Regions from separate parts of the Mus musculus genome. Here all the other regions are linked to region 2. The links are chromatin contacts, called in public Hi-C and Micro-C maps. All regions are on one chromosome and are shown on one strand. The core of a region is the stretch at or near the end of the contact, and the rest is flanking DNA. Distances in the headings are between cores, read along the strand shown.

Evidence for each region. A called contact is a pair of places that touch in the nucleus more often than the background predicts.
Region 1: a Hi-C map of the N1E-115 cell line shows a contact between it and region 2, with 6 times the contacts expected there. The contact joins two enhancer-like sites. A contact is called at or near these places in 2 of 15 datasets of contacts at CTCF or cohesin (the G1E-ER4 cell line and the NIH/3T3 cell line), 6 of 484 Hi-C or Micro-C datasets (ECoMG myeloid progenitors, the HL-1 cell line, the N1E-115 cell line and 3 more), 1 of 115 datasets of contacts at active chromatin or transcription factors (embryonic stem cells) and 2 of 9 other capture datasets (adipose tissue and liver).
Region 3: a contact with region 2 is called in a Micro-C map of embryonic stem cells, with 1.8 times the contacts expected there. The contact joins two enhancer-like sites. A contact is called at or near these places in 4 of 484 Hi-C or Micro-C datasets (the HL-1 cell line, embryonic stem cells, liver and 1 more), 2 of 115 datasets of contacts at active chromatin or transcription factors (T-cell acute lymphoblastic leukemia and pancreatic cancer cells) and 2 of 9 other capture datasets (adipose tissue and embryonic stem cells).

The regions. Positions count from the first base shown.
Region 1 is chr17:83,730,836-83,735,622 of GRCm38.p6, reverse strand. The region is part of intron 3 of Mta3 (metastasis associated 3); the gene reads right to left. Among named protein-coding and RNA genes, the nearest start is that of Mta3, 27 kb to the right of the region's middle. Within about 2 kb of position 3,217, at least 228 of the 459 cell types and tissues checked have an H3K27ac peak or open chromatin away from gene starts, as enhancers often do. A contact at or near this core is called in the N1E-115 cell line, where this site is marked.
Region 2 is chr17:83,562,576-83,567,031 of GRCm38.p6, reverse strand. Gm34801 (a long non-coding RNA gene) reads left to right here. Exons shown (of 8, transcript XR_877032.2): 2 at 877-938; 3 at 2,187-2,281; 4 at 2,482-3,275. Among named protein-coding and RNA genes, the nearest start is that of Gm34801, 3.1 kb to the left of the region's middle. Within about 2 kb of position 3,006, at least 22 of the 459 cell types and tissues checked have an H3K27ac peak or open chromatin away from gene starts, as enhancers often do. A contact at or near this core is called in the N1E-115 cell line and embryonic stem cells, where this site is marked.
Region 3 is chr17:83,806,930-83,811,060 of GRCm38.p6, reverse strand. The region is part of intron 16 of Mta3 (metastasis associated 3); the gene reads right to left. Among named protein-coding and RNA genes, the nearest start is that of Gm41637, 18 kb to the left of the region's middle. Within about 2 kb of position 2,875, at least 76 of the 459 cell types and tissues checked have an H3K27ac peak or open chromatin away from gene starts, as enhancers often do. A contact at or near this core is called in embryonic stem cells, where this site is marked.

The DNA.
Region 1 (4,787 bases), core at 1,968-4,467, 170 kb before region 2:
TTAGAATGAGGCTGCAGTTAGAGGCAGGAAGGAGGTTGGCTGCTCTTCATGTAGAAAGCACAACGCAAGGGTAAACTTGGAACACCTGGCAGAATTCTTTTTTGTTGTTATTTTGTTTTGTTTGTTTGTTGAGACAGTCTGTATAGTCCTGGTTGTCTTGGAACTCACTCTGTAGACTAGGCTGGCCTCGAACTCAGAAATCCACCTGCCTCTGCCTCCCAAGCAATAGGACTAAAGGCGTGTGCCACCACTGCCTGGCCCTTGCAGAATTCTTACCTATGAAACCACAGGTGCCACATGGACAGAAGCAGATCTAACAATTCTTTGTCTGTTGCTTTTGTTTTTGAAGATAGAGTTTCTCTGTTGTAGCCTAGGCTGTACAACTAGCTCTGTGGACCAGGCTGGCCTGGAACTCAGAGATCTGCCTCAAAAGCACTGACTGGCACTAAAGGCTTGCGCCACCACCATCCGGTTCAGTTGTCACAATACTTATTGAGGGCCCAGGACCACAGAAGGCATCTTATCAAACACAATTCCCACAATTCTTTTTTGATTGTATGAGGACATGTCATATTCCCTAATTTCAAATTCTAAAGCTCTGAATTGAAAACAAGCCTGGAAAACTGAGTTTAAACATCTCACTTAGGAGCAGGCAAGTTGACTCAGCCGGGAAAGGCGCATGCCATGAAGCTGGGTGGCCAGAGTTCCAATCCCTGGGCCCCACATAATGGAAGTTGTTCTCTGACCTCTGTATATGCGCAGAGGTGGAGACAAAGGCACACACACACACACACACACACACACACAGTATCTATCAGACAATACAATAAAAGAAAGTTAAAGTCTCACTAAGCTCAAACAAAGAAGCAGCAATTGTAGCTTCCGTGAATGTTCTTTCTATCGATGTATGCACAGAGACACAGTTCTAAAGGCGCCGCCTACTTGCAAGTCCAATACCATCTCCCCGGCGGGGATCGATAAAGTTATTGCTGCATTGGCACTATTAGCACAGCAAATATCACATACAAAATTATGCTCCCTGCCTAATTGGAATTTGATAAATTGTTGCTATAAAAGACATGGCTAACTGAATTCTAATGGTGCCTTACAGAGCAAAAGGCGTCATTACATATCAGAATAACAACAGCAAACCTCACTTTTGGGGGTGGGGGAAACGGGGTTGGTTCTGTTGTTTTAGCTTTAAAATTTGTAGCCCTGGCTGGCCTGGAACTCTCTATGTAGACCGGGCTGGCCTTGACTCACTGAGATCTGCCTACCTCTCCCTCAAAAGTGTTAGGACCAAAACTGTGTGCCACTACTCCCAGCTTTTTTTTTTTTTTTTTTTCTTTTTAAATTGTGTATATGAAGGCCTAGAAAAACGGTTCAGTGGTCAAAAGCCCTGGCTGCTCTTCAAGAAGACCCGGGTTTGATTCTCAGCACCCACATAGTGATTCATAGCCATCTGTAATATCATTTCCAGGAGGTCCAATTCCCTCTTCTGGTGTCCACAGGCATGCACAGACACCCACATATATAAAAATAATTTTAATAAAAAAATAAATTATGAGTGCGTGTGTGTATGTGTGTGTGCTTGTGTGTGCATCACATACATACAAAACTTAGTTTTTAGAAAAGAATCCTTAAAATGTTGGGGCTTTTCCCTCCCCACCCCAACTCTTCTTCCTTCTTTTCTCTTCTATCTCCTCCTTTTCCTCTTCTTCCTCCTCCTCTTCTGAGACAGGGTCTCATGTACCCCAGGCTAGCTCTGAGCTATCTACCTAGCTGAGGATGGACTAACATTTCTGATCCTCCTGCCCTGTCTTCTGAATGCTGGACTTGCAGGCTCCAGCAGCCACCCTCTTTCCATGGTGCTAAGGTTCACCAGCAGGGCTCTATGCGTGCTGGGGGTGCATACCTGCTGGGGATACACACTGAGCCGCCTCCCCAGACCCTGGAATATTTTCTAGGCCAAATTTGAATGCATTTTTCTGAGAGAACACCTGCCCAGCAGTTCTCTTGCTCTGTAACCTAAAGACTTACTCACACTTTTAAGCCCCATTGAAGACCTCAAGCTTTTATTAATGGACATTATGCCTATCAAGATTTACTGTAAAAAAGAGCAGAATTTCTTTAAAGACTTATTTCTTTTTCTTTCTTCTTTCCATTAACTTATTTATTCATTTTACATCCCTATCACGGTTCCACCGGTCCTGCCAGTGCCCCCTCAAATGGCCCCTCCCTCTTCACCGCTGAGAAGGGGGAGGTCCCTCCCAGGAACCAACCCACCCGGGCAATCTCAAGTCACTGCAGGACTAGGCACATCCACACCCACTGAGGTCAGACAAGACAGCCCAGTTAGGGGAGCAGGATCTACAGGCAGGCAACAGAGTCAGGGGTCCAGTTGCTCCAATTGTTGGGGGACCCACATGAAGACCAAGTTGCACTTCTGCTACATCTGTGTGGGGGGCATAGGTCCAGCCCATGAATGCTCTTCTGTTGGTGGCTCAGTTTCTGGGGGCCTCCAAGGGTCCTAAAGACTTAATAATTATGTATCCAGGAGAATGTGCTCTCAATGCAGGTGCCCACGAGTACAGTGCCTACAACGGCCAGGAGAGGGCGCTGGATCCCTGCGGCTTGAGTTACAGGTCTCTGTGTCCCAATGTGGAAACTGAACTCAGGTCCCCTGCAAGAGCAGTGAACTAAATGCCGAAGTTACTTCTTTAAACTTAAAACAAAAAAAGGAATATGTAGGGTGGGGATGTGCACCTGAGTGCAGGTATCCCTGAAAATGAGCCAGGTCCCCCAGAGGAGAATTACAGATGCTAACAAGCTGCCAAATCCGGTCCTTAATAACAGCAGTGTGTGTTCTTAACCTCGGAGCCTACATTCCAGAATTCATTCAATCCAGAATTTATTTTTGTTTTTTGTTTTTGTTTTTGTTTTTTAATTTCTTGTTTTGTTTTATTTTTGTTTTTGGAGACAGGGTCTCTGTGTAACCCTGGCTGTCCTGGAACTCACTCTGCAATCTAGGCTACCTCGAATACAGAGATCTGCTTGCTTCTGCCTTACAAGTGCTGGGATAAAAGGCATGTGCCACTACATAGAGCCGAAAAATTTTAAGCAAACTACAAGCACACATTCTATCAGCAGGGAAACTGTCACCCTCAAGTGCCATCCGGTCTCTGCAGAACTCCCGGCCTGATGAGCAGCTGGTGCCGGCAAGGTTAGTGTGGTTTTGAACGTTACTCTGACCTCACAGAAGGGAGTGGAAATGAGCAGTCCACGCACAGGAAGTCAGCGGGAAGAGAAGGCCGTCTGAAATGGTCCTTTCACACAGTGAGCTGCCATGACTCATCAGTTCTACAGCGAGTCAGGATCCCATCAGAAATAAGCTACTTCTGCTTTACATTTATTCAAAGAACACTGCATCTGGCAAAGGCTGCCCAGTCTTATAATAAATCAAAATCCATCTGGGATTCTGTAGCCTTAGCGTGCCACCATGCAACTTTCCGCTCGCTGTAAACTGTGAAACTTCAGAAGCGAAAATAAAAGAGCCACAAGTGTCTTAGCTAGGGGTTCGATTGCTGGGACAGAACACCACGGCCAAAGCAACTCGGGAAGGAAAGGGTACCCCAGCTTACTAGGCTCGGTCACACCCACCACTAAAAGAAGTCAGGACAGGAATGCAGAGGGACCTGGAGCAGGAGCTGATGCAGAGGCCATGGAGGGTGCTGCTTACTGCCTTGCTTTCAGGATTTGCTCAGCCTGATTTCTTATAGAACCCAGGACCTCCTGCCTACAGAGGGCTGGGACCTCCCACATCAATTATTAATCAAGAAAATGCCACAAAGGCCAATCATTTTCCCAATTGTGGTTCCCTCGTCTCAGGTAACTCTAGGTGTCAAGATGACAACAGACAACCAGCACAAGAAGTAGCCTTCCTCTCCAGCTCACTCCCAGCCCCGTCCTCCCAGAGCATCCTCCTCCTGAACTCACTCCCAGCATGGTCCTAGGGCTTCCTCCTCTCAGCTAACCACCAGCACTGCTCTCGCAAAACATTACCGTCCTGAATTTACCAGCACTGTCTTCCCTAAGCACAGTCGAGCATTTCTTCCCATAATAAACTACGTAAAAAGGATCCACATGCCTGTAATCCCACCACTCTAGAGACCTAGGCAGGAAAGACTTACGTGAGTTCAAAAACAGCCATAGTGAATTCCAGAGTAGTCAGGACTACAATTTCCAGTACCCAAATTTAGACCCAAATCCACAAAGTTGTCCTGACCACCACGTAAGCAACATGGTACACACATACAAATAAATAGATATTAAAATTTTAAAATAGGGTCGGGGGTACTGAAGTGGGGGAGTAAGAAGGGTGATACAGAAGGAGAGAGGAGGGGACATAAACACTAAGGACATTTGAAAGATATTCTTTTGTAAGCTTACTTAATAATACCTACATCATGTGTATGTGTCCCTATCCGTGTGTGTGTGTGTGTGTGTGTGTGTGTGTCCATGTATTTATGTTGCATATACATCTATACTTTTATTGTTACAGGGTGATAATATTCTCCCAGGAGCCATAGACTAATAAAAATCCCAGTGACAGACATGGGACACCTCACGGAAGTAGTTAGTCAAGGAATCTAAGAGAACAATACAATACACACAGATAATTGCTATTGCCCTTGGTTGCTTCCCAGATCTTGGAAGTAATACCCTACGCTGAAAACACCACACACTTTGGTGATAGGACTTGGGAGAAATCAAGTTGGCGTGACCTT
Region 2 (4,456 bases), core at 1,757-4,256:
TACTTACAAACGGCTGAGATGGTGAAGTGTATAATATGTGTTTTAACTATAATTTTAAAACCCCACACATTCGCGGTGATTCATGATTGTGCCTCTCCAGATGAAAGGGAAGCATTTATTAAAACTCTCTTCATTAGATTTTAAAACTGAATAAAATTGTTGCGTTGATTTAAATCATAAAGGAATCTATAAAATTTAGAGTAAACATTTTATTTCAAACCTACCCCAGCAGGCACCCACTGCTACTATTTTGTTGGGTAATAGTTTTGGCTCTTTTTTAATTATTCTTTTCTTTATGACAAGGTCTAGTGTCACTCAGGATGACCTTGAGTTTGTTGGGTAGCCAAGGATGACCTTGAATTGTGAGTCTCCTGCTTCCCTCTCCCAGGTGCTGGGAGCCGCAACACCTGGCTTATGCAGTGTTGGGAACCAGACCAGAGCTTCCAGCTTGCCGGACGGTCTACCAACAGAGCTCTCAGAGCCCGAGATCTCAGACCTTTGTTAATAATAGCATGCATGTGAACACTTGTAGGTTAAAAAAAGAAGAAGAAAGAGACCACAAAACAGAGGTTGAAACGCCAAAGCGACCCAAGAGACGGGATGAGCAATGCACACACAGAAAATGGAGTGTTACTCAGCTTTAAAATAGAACGTAATTCCAATATGTGCGACAAGGTAGATAAGCTTCAAAACATTATGCTCAGTCAGTTAAGCTATGTGTAAAAAAGACAAAGGCTGCAGGCTTCTGCTTACATGGAGGAGGACAGAATGACTGTACAGGGAGTAGACATTGGCTTGATGAGAACGCCTTGGGAGTGAGTTGTGCTGTGCAATACTGAGAACGCACTGATTTGTTTCTTCACCAAGGTACCTCAGTGTGCAGGAACTTACGGTGCGAGCCCGAAGACATGCGTTCCGACTCCAAAACCCACATCAAGGTGAAGAGAACCAACTCTGCTAGGTTGTCCTCTGATCTCACCTGCACACTGTGGCATGCATGCCTCCCATGCAACACACACACACACACACATCGATGATCAGTTAGTCCATAGAGATGAACTCTCCCAGGTCGACTGACCATAAACCTACTGCCTTAGTTTCTCTGGATTTTAAAAGCTATTCGGAAACAACTTTTGGTAAAACAAAACACGTTTATTTAGTTTGCCAGCCTGTAGAGGACGGCTCCTGCTTTCTCTCTGACTCGCCTGCAACATTGTGATGGTTTTACAGAAAAGGTGACAGAAGCCAGGAGCTGGGCATGCGTTACTGTAATGGGGACAAGCTGTCAGGGCTGTGTCCCATCTGTTCTTGTGAAGCTCATTCATCCTCTGGCTGTCCCTGGAACCAGGGCTAATTAGTCCCTGTCTTTCCCCCAGCATAGATGCCTGGAGCAGTAGTGATTCTTAGGATCCATTGTATCAGCCCCCTCCCCCTTGAATATTCTGGTAGCAAGGGGGAGGGACATAGTATTCCCCATTAGAATAGCTCATCAGGACCTAAGCAGAGGTTCATGGTTATAGCAAACTGCTTCCCCAGCATATGAGGAGGGCCTGGGCTTGGTCCACAGCACTAAGAAATAGTAGAGACACCTACTGGACTTGTTGTTGTTGTTGTTAAAAATCTGGCTAGTTACTGTTTATAAGAAACATCCCAGGGCTGGCGAGATGGCTCAGTGGGTAAGAGCACTGACTGCTCTTCCAAAGGTCCTGAGTTCAAATCCCAGCAACCACATGGTGGCTCACAACCATCCGTAATGAGATCTGACGCCCTCTTCTGGTGTGTCTGAAGACAGCTACAGTGTACTTACATATAATAAATAAATAAATCTTAAAAAAAAAAAAAAAAGAAACATCCCAGGGCAGGAATGTTTAAATGTAAGATTAGAAAGAAAGAAAGAAAGAAAGAAAGAAAGAAAGAAAGAAAGAAAGAAAGAAAGAAAGAAAGAAACTCCAGGTCATACCATGAATGAGAATTGTGTGCCTGGCGCCAGGTATGGTGAAACTCTATTAGAATCTGAACCCTGTAGACCCATTGTTTTTTTTTTTTTGTTTTGTTTTGTTTTGTTTAAAAAAAAAAAAAAAGCTACATATACCGGAAGGAACCAGGTCTGATGCTGCCTGACACCAGAGGCACCACACACAAGAAGCCATACTCTAAAAAAACCTGTCCCTTTTGAGTTTCCTCAGCCTCAAGAGCATCTGGAAGACAAGGTCATTCCACCTGCACCTTCAAAATTCTCTTCAGACAATCAAAAGGATGCCAGAACTTCTTAGATGCAGAAGTAAGTCCTCTCTATCTCTAAGCCCGTGGGGTTGCTGTAACCTGCTGCATGGCTTTCCCTTTGGCACAGATGGCTTCACAAGTGCTCGGCAATCACAGCCACACAGTTTTTCCTTTTAATCTGTCCCGCCCTCAGAATCCTGGGGATCGGTTTGGCACATTCTTAATATACAACAATTAGAGTGTTTGCTTGTCTTGCAGCCTGAAGAGTCTCACGTCTGAGCTCAACAGATAAAATAGTGAGGTTGGCTGTGTACTGTAGGACTGACGGCCCCAGGGGGAGCCTGCCTGATGGTCAGAGAGATGCTTTCCTGTGCTTTCCAGAATGGCAGCAGGTCAGACCGACTCCTTCGAGTTGAGAGATTGCAGCCACTTCCTATCCAGGGAATCCAGCCCCTCCTCCCCTTCCCAGGCGGTCGGTAGACTCTTCATGGAAAGATCCATGCTCCCTGATTACAGGAAACAGTTATAGGATAATGGAGCAGCATCCCCCAGCTCTCCAAAACGGTTCCAGGGACCAGTGTCAGGCTCAGAGATCGGAACATGGTGGAAAATGAGACCTAAAATGAGACCCAAGGGCTACAAAATTAGCATATGAGAAAAACCTAGTAAAGAGGGAAGCTGGAACTGCCTTCTCTTGCATCTGGCTGGAGCCACTGGCACAGCTGCAGAGGCACTCCAGAGTGTCTGCGGGTGACCTGCCACATGGCCTGCAGGAGAAAGGCAGTGCTAGGCACGTGACCTCAGAGGCTTCCGTATGGGACATAAGTAACCCTGTCCTTTGCCGAGTGCTAGTGCCAAGCTTCCGAACATTTCTCTGTTTGGGGTGCTTCCTCCCTGGGAGCTATCTTCTTTCTTAATATATTCTTCAACCTTATTTTCTTCTGTTCACGTGTCTCTGTCCAATTCCCTGTTGCAGATACAGAAACCCAGACCCCTAGTGGGCACCCACGGAAACGCAGCATCCGTAGGATCAGCACTGGTCAACAGCCAAGGTACGGAACCAGTGTAGATGCTCATCAACAGACCAGAAGAGACCATATGTGTATACACAGCAGAGTTTTATTTAGCTGTAAATAATGGAATTATGGGTTGGGCAGTGGTGGCACGTGCATTCAATCCCAGCACTTGGGAGGCAGAGGCAGGCAGATCTTTGAGTTCAAGGCCAACCTGGTCTACAGAGCGAGTTCCAGGACAGCCAGGGCCACGTAGTAAGACCCTGTCTTGAAAATACCAAAAAGGAAAGAAAAATAAGAGTGAAATTATGTCCTGTGCCGAGAATAAGACACCTCATTAACCACAATAAACTAAACTCTCGAGGACAAATCTGTCCTCTGGCAATGCAGTATTAGGAATAGGGGTGAAATGAGGAAGAATAGTGGGGGCTTTTGTTGTTGTTGTTGTTTTGGTTTTTTGTTGTTGTTGTTTTTACATTCAATAAGAAACCGTTCTGATATATAAAGCAAGCCTATTAGAATCTGACAAAAATATTATCATGGGAGATTTTAACATCCTCTGGAGAACTAGTATATCTTTGTTTTCACAGACAGAAGATATGGCAGAAGTACAACACTCAAGACAAAACAACTTGAACCAGACAGGGTTCCTCGTAGAGAACCAAAGCCACTCCAACCAAGTGCTTACATCACAAAGGAATACAGGGGCTGCTTTCAAAATTATTGCCAAGTCAAGAAACACTGAGGGTTCCTAAACATAATTTTTAAAAAAAAAAAATTGCATCTAACAGTTTCTGGCAGATAATATATATTGTATGAACCTTTATTAGATAAAAACTGAAAGCTCTAAGCTGCAAGCATTGTGAGATTGAGTGCTTCAGTTCAGATCGTCACTGCTATAATTCAGGTGCCAGAAAGCTGTTGCTGCTGAGGCTGAAACAATTTGATGTCAGCCCAGCCCTGCCTCCTGGGTACCACCCAGGAGGATGATGGTCTCTGGCCACCTTCCCACTCCTGTATACTACTGTATAAGACTTCTTAGTCCCAGATAAGTCATACATAGAACACAAGTTGTCATATACTCTTGGAAATTTAGAGTTGGCTTTTCAGCCCTTGTGATTCAAAGGAGACCAGTGTAGCAGGGGGAGATGAAGGCCGAGCACCAGTGAGTGAGTTTGGGTACAAATGGCTGAGAACCAGCCTGTGGTAGAGTGAATAAG
Region 3 (4,131 bases), core at 1,626-4,125, 240 kb before region 2:
CGGAAGTCAACCTTGGCTATGCTCCTTAGGTGTTGCCTATTTTGTTTGGTTTTGTGTGTTCTGTTTTGTGTTTGTTTGTTTGTTTGTTTGTTTGAGATGGTGGCCTGGAATTCACCAAGACGGCCAGGCTGAATGGCTGGAAAGTCCCAGGGATTGATCTTCCTTGAGCAGGATTATGAACAGGTGTCTTCTTAAAACTATATTTACTTATGCTTATGGGTGCTTTGTCTACATGTCTGTCTGTGTGGCACATGGGTGCTTGGTGTCCTCGGAGGCCAGAAGAGGTCATTAGATCCCCTGGGAGTAGAGTTGTAGATGGTTGTGGGCTGCCATGAAGGTTCTGAGAATCAAATCTGGAAAAACGGCCAGTGCTCTTATCTGCTGAGCCATTTATCCAGAGTGCCCCTCACACCCCAGTTCTGATTTTCAGAGACAATTTCTCTATGTAGCTCTGGCTGTCCTGGAACTCACTCTGTAGACCAGGCTGGCCGTGAATTCAGAGTTCGGCTTGCCTCCTATGTGCTGGGATCAAAGGCGTTCACTACCACGCCCAGGTCTCTCCGCCACACCCCTGCTTTCAAAAGTGAGTTCTGTAGATGAGATGCAGGCCCTTGTGCTGGCAGGACTGGCCCTTTTTCCAACTGAGCTATAGGTCCACACTGCAGATAGAACCTTAACACTTACTGAGCACCCACTATGAGTCAGAGGCAGCAGACTTCATTTAAACACCTTCTACCTTCAAGTGACTCTTTGCATTTTCTCTTCTCTTTTTTTCCACTCTCCTGAAAGCCGGAAAGGAAACACTACAGGGGTGAGACACGGAAGGAGAGGCTTTGGGAGCCAGAGAATGGAGCCCACAGGTTTCTGTTAGACCTTCAGTCTGAGTAAGAAACAAACAAAATGAAATGAAACCAAAAGATTCCCGAATACCCACTGCATTTTCCTATGTATTTGCAAACAGACACTCGACTCTTATACCCAGGAAACATGAACATCACCCAAGAGCATGCCTCACTCAGCACAGCCCAGGGTCCTTGTTCACCTAGAGGACGACACAAGATTGGGAGTTCAAATCCCACCGCAGTTACCCATTAACGATGTGACTTTGGGTGAGTCACTAAACCTCTCTGGGCTGTTGATTTTTTTTTTCTCCACTACTGAAATGAAATGATGAAATGATATAAAAGTATAAATGATGTCATCGTGAGAGCAGCTCTGTAAGGCGGATGCCATCACCACTTTACAGATTGAAAGAGGAGAAAACAGGTGTGAAGAAGCCAAAGGCCTCACGGGAGCAGGAGGGAGAAGTCCGAGATTCATTGCAGCTCCTGCAAACACTTGGCTACCTGTCTCCACTGCCCATGGTACAAATGCCTCTATTCCCCTGCCCCGCCGCCCTTTCTTGCGCTCTCAGAGGCACAGAGAGCTTCCCTTAAAGGGCCTATCCCTGATAACTGGGCATTAACGTAGTGGAACCCCTGTAGCAGGTTCTCTGTCTGCCAGCAATGCAAATGACATCAAAGCACCTCTAAGTATGTCGGCAAATGGGTGGGTGACAGCACAGGGCCCGACACTAGGACGTACCACACTGAACATATCTGCGCGGTATGACTGTCAGATCAACCCTGCCTTTCCAGCTCCCTGCACCGAGGCTTCTGACACATGAGCCCGTCTGCACTGGCAGAGTCAGTTCTGTTGGGTGGAGTCAGTTCCGTTGGGTGGAGTCAGTTCCGTTGGGTGGGTGCTGTATGTGGTCCGACGCCTTAGGACTGGCTTAACCCACACTCAGTGCTTGTTCTCTGACCCTAGTCTGTACCAGGGCCAAGTAAAAGACAGAAACTTTCAGGAAAGCAGTATGAAATTGTCTGTCTATTTGGGGGTAGGGGAGGGTGTGTGTGTGTGTGTGTGTGTGACAAGGTGATCTAGAATGGAGCTCAGCTGTAGACTGCTTCCCCCAAAATAAATGTGTGTTGGTGCACAAGGCCCTAGGTTAGACCCCAGTACTGTAGACACTAGGCATGCTGGCACCTTTGCTACATCTGGCGTTTGAGGGAAGCTAGGATACATGGCATCTTGTCTCAAAAGAACGAAAAACCATTTTTTTTAAATGTCTGAAAAAAAATTCCTTCTTGCAAATATCAAGAGCTCCCACCACCGGGAACCGGAAGTCCACCTGTGCTTGCTGCCTGCCGCTGTGGTCAACAATGCTGGCTTATGTTTCTGCTGCTATGATGTTCCAACCTCACCTCGGGCCCAGAAATACAGAACCAAGGGACATACACTTGGAACTCCGTGGGATCGTAAGCTACACAGCGATTTCCTGCCTAAAAGTAAAAAAAGCACCTGAGAGGCAAGGACAGGAGGGGAGATGAGTGACAGAGAAGAGACAGGAAGCTGGGAGGCGGGACACTCACTGGAAGCAGGTTGTCTGCAGCCAAATTAGTTTCCCCTATCTTCACAGTCTTGTCCATCTGTTGGCTGTGGTAATTAAGTACCTGTGCTAATTGGTTTCAACATTGTATCACACGGGGTAAGGCTTTTCCCCGTGAATCTGTACCTGCTTTGGTATTTGATAATAGAACTAGGAGATGGAAACTTACTACACTAACCAGATATTATCCAGCACTGAGGTTAGTCAGGACCTGGATCCTGAGAGAATAAGAAACACGGTCACTGTTCCAAGGAAAGGGCCCACTAGGAATCTGTTTCTGTAGCAGTATGGCCTCAAGGCACCAAATTTATCCCTCTGATGGCTTCCTGACACTTGAGACCAAGTCTCTTAAAAAAAAAAAAATCCTTTGCCACGGCTCCCTCTTCTCCCAGAAGGGGGCGCTAGAGAGCTACAAGTATCCTTCTGTTCCAGTCAGCCACACCCTGTTAGCACAAGCAGCTTGTTCCAGTCCTAGCCATTCAGTGTAGCTCTAGCTGTCCTGGAACTAGCTTGGTAGACCAGGCTGGCCTCGAACTCAAGAGATCTGCCTGCCTCTGCCTCCCGAGTTCTGGACCATCACCGCCTGGTATATCCTCTGAAAGCTTCTAAATTGAGATACTTCCAGTTTCTGTGCCCTTTGAACTCAAGGACATTCGCCGTGTTAGTTGGTCTGCTCTACCGTCCAGCTGTTGTTCTATTGATGTCTTATAATAACTTAGCTGTTAAAACAGTTAATATAGCTTCTATTTCTACACTTGATCTTAGCCCAAAGGCCGAGGAGCCATTATAGTTCCTATTTCTAAATAGTACTCACATTGCTTTTAAAAAATATTTTCGGGCTGGAAAGATGGCTCCGCTGGGCTCACAACCAAAAATAAAGAGAAGCATGTTTAAAAGTTTTTATCTTATTTTTAATTATGTGTGAGGGGCTATGTGCACACGACTGCAGTGAAGGTGGAAGAGGAAGTGGGAGTTAAAGGCCCCTGTGAGCCACCAGGCACGTGTGCTGTGTCTTCTGCAGAGAGAGTATGATTCTAACTCCTGAGCGGTCTCGCCAGCCCCTTCTGCTTTAAGATAAGAGTCTGGGTACGTAACCTGGGCAGGTCTAAAGACTCCTCCCACCACTTCCTCCTGAGTGCTAGGGCTCGTGTGTGGACCACCACACTCTCTGCTTGCTGGAGCAGTTACTAGAGAGTGATTCTGAAACTCGTTGTCCTTGACTTAGAGTCCATCTGTGCCCATATTTGGTAAACTGGGGAATTACAATCCACTGCACTAGGTCTGTTTTCTTCAACACTTTCCTTTGTATAATTTATATTGTGCACCTAAGTGCCAGGCTCTGGGCACAGAGATACAATTGTGTGCCCTAACAAACCCATCCCAACCAGAGATCTTTTTGCGTGAACCGAATGGGAAGGCACAGGTTAGTTGGCTAGCACACGGCAAGGCATGTTGTCACCAGCCTCCTTTTTGAGCTGCGACAGCGGATCAAAGAGTTTTGAAGAAAAGACTGGGTATCTTTGGGAAACGAGGCAGGTGTCACCCGCGGCGAGCTGCTGACTTGGTCAGTATGGCGTCAGGAACTCATGCGTGCTGTGCCCCTGCGTCCTCTTCAGAGTGCAGAGGCAGTGACCTTGCAACAGCCTGCATTCATTCAGTGAGAAGCAGGGCAAGCTGCTCTGGAGGCGAAGCCCCAAGGA